Linked DNA regions of Capra hircus: region 1 is linked to region 2. A link is a contact called in public Hi-C data. All regions are on one chromosome and are shown on one strand. Each heading gives the region's core, a stretch centred on a gene start, on an enhancer-like site or on the middle of the called end of the contact. The rest is flanking DNA. Distances are from core to core; before and after follow the strand shown.

Region 1 (2,700 bases), core at 43-2,542, 44 kb before region 2:
TAAAGGACCCTTTCCATACTTTCAAAAAGCACTGAGCAACTGCTGCTTGCCAGACATGTTCTGGGCAGCATGGATCCAGAGATAAGGTCTAATGGGATCATTAGACTCCATCACATTCAAGGAACTGACTCTCTAGAATGAGAAGGCAGGGAGACTATGAATAAATAGGAAATACCAGATAAGGAATAAGAGTGATGCACCTGACTAGTCCACTCTCCCACTGTGGGGTAGGAATTATAAAACATGTCATGTGACAGCGACAGGTGATTGCCTTAGAGAAAGTGGCCAAGGCAGATCTCCCCAAGGCGGGAAAAAGAGTTTTCAACTGAGACCTCAGTCACAAAAAGCCAGTTACCGGGCAATGGGCAGGAGTGGGGAGTGCCGGTTAGGCGGATGAGCACACACAAAAACCCAGAGGTGGGAGTGAGTATAATTTCTGCATTTCCTAAATACCCTTCGGTATGTTGTTGTTCAGTTGCTCAGTTGTGTCCAACTCTTTGTGACTCCATGGATTGCAGCACGCCAGGTTTTCCTGCCCTTCACTATCTCCCAGAGTTTGCTCAAATTCACGTCCGCTGAGTCAGTGATGCCTTCTAACCACCTCATCCTCTGCCGTCCCCTTCTCCTCCTGCCTTCAGTCTTTCCCAAGATCAGGGTCTTTTCCAATGAGTCAGCTCTTCGCATCACGTGGCCAAAATACTGGAGTTTCAACTTCAGCCTCAGTCCTTCCAATGAATATTCAGGGTAGATTTCCTCTAGAATTGACTGGTTTGATCTCCTTGCTGTCCAAGGGACTTTCAAGAGTCTTCTCCAACATCACAGTTCCAAAGCATCAATTTTTCGGCACTCAGCCTTCTTTATGGTCCAACTCTCCCATCTGTACATGACTACTGGAAAAACCATAGCTTTGACTAGACAGACCTTTATCGGCAAAGTGATATTCCTGCTTTTTAATACGTTGTCCAGGTTTGTCATAGCTTTTTTTTCCAAGAGGGAAGTGTTTTTTAATTTCGTGCCTGCAGTCACAGTCTGTAGCAATTTTGGAGCCCAAGAAAATAAAATCTGTCACTGCTTCCACTTTTCCCCCTTCTATATACCATGAAGTTATGGGACTAGATGCCATGATCTTAGTTTTTTGAATATTGAGTTTACCCTTCTGAACAGAAAGGGGCTTTATCAACAATTGTCCACCCCTACATACACACACACACACACACACATCCTGCCCCCAACAACGTTAGGTAGGAACTTTTCCACAGTTCGCTTTTATTGAACAGGTGGGCTCTCATCTTACCACCAGCCCAGGGCTCAGTCCTCCAAGATTCATCATTGCCTGCCCCACTGACAGATGTTCGCCTGAGGCAGCAGAGCTCTGAGCTAGAAGCAGCCTGCCCCCTGGAAGACAGGTGTATGTGAGCAAAGACAGCAAATCTACCTACCTGGGCTGGCTACACATCTTACTATAACTCCCCTTTACCAGGTGTTTCCCTCCACTGCCCTCTGTTGGTCTCACTTGATTACAGGACCCAGAAGCTTAAGGCAAGCCTGCTCTCAGCATTCTCATTTGTTAAGTGGGGATGATTATAGTGCCTACTATTTTGAAGATTAAGTAAATTAATATGCATAAAGTGCTTGGAGATAGGCCCAGCGTCTGGAACTCAAGGAAGTTCACTTTTCATATAATTAGTTTTAATCTATCTCTCTTTCTCACCTCCAGGTGGAGTCCCTGTCTTGTTCATCTCAGTATCCTTACTGCTTATCACGATTGCCTAGAAGGCACTGCACAAATGTCGAATAAATGCACCCATGTGTGAAATGAAATGATCGAGCGAATTCACTGATTCAGCCAACTAGCATTTATTGAGCACCTACTTCATGCCAGATTCCTTCCAGGGAATACAGATGAGCATGGCAGAATTTATCCCTGACCTTATGGGAAGATATATTACAAAACACAGAAGGTAATTTTAGAAGGGAGCAAAGGAAATAAAACAAGTAGCCCACAAGAAGGTTGGCAGTTACTTTAGCTTGGGTGGTTGGGGAAGGCGTCTCTGAGGAAGTGACCTGAATGACAAGAGGAGCCAGCCCTAACAGCTAAAGGGGGCGGCCTACGGGGAAGAGACAGGAGAGGTTGGTGGGTAGGTGGTGAGCACACTGGTGGCAGCGCACACCAAGAAAAGCAGCAGCTACTCGTTGAGGCCGCCCAGGGCCCTGCACACCTCCCATCGCACCTGCCGCGGAGCCCGAAGCACCACCTCCCTTCCTGCCCGAGAGGAGACGGGGCTCTAAAGCTGAGCGTTGGTGCCCAGACCACGCCCCGTGCCTGGAGGGGGCGTGTTCCCATCCCCTGTCTCCAAGGTGACGATGACATCACCAGGGCCGCTGGGTTCGGAACGTTTTGGGCGGCTGTAGCGGTTGCTGGGAAACACCCGGCAGGCAGGCGCGCAGCCAGGGGCAGGCTCCGCGCGGCAGACGCCGGACGCCAGTACGCGCCGTCCTGGCCGGCCCCAGCTCAGAGTCTCCCTCCCAGATTCCAGAAGGATGCGGGTTCCGGTCCTCACCCACGTCGCGGCCCCGCCCGGGACCTTCCTGCCGGCCGGGCGCCTCCTCCCTTCTCATTACTCTCACCCCCTCTGTTCCGAGTTTACCCAACCGTCCTCATCTTCACCGCTATTATCCCCAGGCCACCATCCATCCCCC
Region 2 (2,700 bases), core at 135-2,634:
GTGATTGAGGGTGAAGGTGTGCATGTGGAGCATCCCAGGCAGGGCGCCTGCAGACACTCACCCGGGGCTCCCCGCCAGCCACAGGGACGCACTGGCTCACCTGAGAGATACTTGACCTGGGCCATCACATACAGCGGCTCAGTCAGGGCTGGTGCCACCTTGACCACAGGATTGAGGATCGCAGCGACTTGCTTAAGAAGAGGAGACACGATCTGGCCTGGAGACCGGGGCTGCAAGAACACAAGGGTTTGCCCTATTCTCCTGGAGCACTCAGAAAACACTCTCAGTGAAGGGATTTTATTCCACATGTGTTTTACTTTATCCTACTTTATTTCTACTTACTGTAGTTACTTCGCTCATTTTTATTTACTTTATTTTACCCTGGTAGCTCAGATGGTAAAGAATCTGCTTGCAACGCAGGAGACCCAGGTTCAATTCCCTGGGTCGGGAAGATCCCCTGGAGAAGGGAATGGCAGCCCACTCCAGTACTCTTGCCAAGAGAATCCCATGGACAGAGGAGCCTGGCGGGCTACAGTCCACGGGGTAGCAAAGAGTCAGACATGGCTGAGTAGCTAACACTTTCATGCTTCACACACACATTTACCATCCACTCTGTGCTACTCTGTCCAAGAGCTGAGAATGGGGACTCAATTTGTTCACCTCTGAGCCCCCCATCAAGCATGGCATCTGGCTCATGGTGGTACCCTCAGTAGATATTTGTGGGATGGCATTACGAGGCACTTGGGGGATATTAAAGCATGTAAGATACAATCCTTGCCCACAGGGAATCTCAATTGTCTGGGAAGGCTGGACAAACAAGGAAAGACCAAAATACTTCTTAGAAGACACTGGGAGGAGAGGGAGCCCAGTTCCTCCCTGGGATGAACGGAGGCCAGTGCCCCGCTCCTCACGTGCAGTCCCTGGACCAGCAGCATGAGCATCACCTGGGAGACGCAGGGCTTGTGCCCCACTTCCTGGGTGATTGGCATGTTACACGTGCAAATGTGAAAAGCACTGGGCTCCCTGACTGCCCGAGGCCCAAGCAACCTAGTGACTGGCCAGGTAGGTTGTGCCTCTGCCCAGACCTGTTCACCAGTCCAACCCCCACTGCCCGCCCCACGAAGAAGCACCCTCCTCTAACCTGCTTAGGGCAAAAGACCAGGTACTCCTTGGCAATGCAGACCAGGAAGGTGGGGTCCAGCCGTTCCAAGTATTCGGAGCTCATGGGGAGGGCCTGCATGCCAGAGAAGTGCAGCTCGGCGGCCTCCTTTAGCAGCGTCGTGGCCTCCTGCTCCCCTCTATGCTTCTTGGATGCCAGGAGGGCTTGGAGGAAAACCAGCACCTGTAGGAGCAGGCCCGGGTCTTGGAGGCAGTGCCCACTAGGCAGAGCCGGACGGCCAAGGAGCAGCGGAAGTCAAGGGGCAACTAGGGGTGGGAAAAGGGAGGGGGTGTGGCGGGGGCGGGATCCCAGGGCAACCTCGGCCCCCACAGAGCTCTGACCTTGGACTTCCCCAGGGACTGCTGCACCTCCTTCAGGAATTCCAGCTGGTGTTCGGCCTCCTCCAGGTGGCCGTCTAAGATCTGGCACCAGATCATCCCTGGGAGGGGACAGAACTGGGATGAACAGCCAGCTCTGTGGCAGAGCCAGCAGGCCAAGGGACAGCGGACAGCAGGGACCCTTTCCCGTGTCTTCATAAGCTCAAACAGTGGTGTGTGCTCATGGGGAAGCGTTCAAATCGTAGGGCAAGGAAAACATCCCCAGCTCACATTCTGCTTTCAGCGTGTCTTTCTCTAGAGAGAATCAATATGAACAGATTGGGCTGTATTTCTTCAAACATCTTGCAAAGCATTTGCATGTTATTAGTGGAGAGTGTATTTTCCCATCCGTTCATATTAATTACCCCATTCTCTTCAATGGTGACATAATATTTCACTGCCGATGTAACCATTTATCTAACTACTGCACTATTGAAGGACTCCTCGTTTCACATTTCATTGGTTTTCAGGGTTTAAATATTACAATGCCATGGTCAACATTTTTGTGGGTTCTAACTCCTTATGTAGAGATGATGTCAAAGGGCATGTACATCTAAAACCTTGATAGATAAGGCCAGCTTGCCCTCCAAGGATATTTGAATTAATATTACTGTCAAGAATTCGGAAGTATTTTTTTCTTTCCCCACGACCTCACAAACATGCTTTATTTACTCTTTACCGTGCTAAAGAGTGAATAACTTGTTTTAATTCACTTTTTAAAAAAATTTTTTTAGGGAGAATGGACATCTTTTTATATATTTAGTGGCCTTTTCTACTGTAACTTTCCTGTTCATAGCTTTTTCCTGTTTTTCTTTGGATGGATTTTTATCACTTTCTATTCTCTTCATATATAATCCTTGTTACAGACATTTTCCATTAGTTTGCCTTTTACCTTTTAACTATTTTTTCTCTGCCTTTTTGCCATCCAATAGTTTTAAATTTTTACATAAATTGGTCAAATATTTTCCTTTAGAACTTCTGAGTTTGTAGTTATGCTTAGAATTCCCCGGGCAACCCAAGTCCAATTTAACTTTTATGTTTAAATATCTAAGTCATCTAGAATTTATTTTTAAGGATAATGTGAAATGGGCGTTTACCTTTATTTTTTTTCGTAAAGAACAGTCAGGTATTCGACCATGAATTATTGAAACTCTATCGGTTTGA

Evidence for each region. A called contact is a pair of places that touch in the nucleus more often than the background predicts.
Region 1: a contact with region 2 is called in a Hi-C map of blood, with 2.4 times the contacts expected there. The contact joins two enhancer-like sites. A contact is called at or near these places in 2 of 5 Hi-C or Micro-C datasets (blood and liver).

The regions. Positions count from the first base shown.
Region 1 is chr22:12,353,368-12,356,067 of ARS1.2, reverse strand. No RefSeq gene overlaps it. Among named protein-coding and RNA genes, the nearest start is that of XIRP1, 11 kb to the left of the region's middle. Within about 2 kb of position 1,292, at least 1 of the 5 cell types and tissues checked has an H3K27ac peak or open chromatin away from gene starts, as enhancers often do.
Region 2 is chr22:12,309,220-12,311,919 of ARS1.2, reverse strand. It overlaps TTC21A (tetratricopeptide repeat protein 21A), which reads right to left. Exons shown (of 29, transcript XM_013973365.2): 10 at 1,501-1,598; 11 at 1,142-1,342; 12 at 101-230. Among named protein-coding and RNA genes, the nearest start is that of GORASP1, 14 kb to the right of the region's middle. Within about 2 kb of position 1,384, at least 1 of the 5 cell types and tissues checked has an H3K27ac peak or open chromatin away from gene starts, as enhancers often do.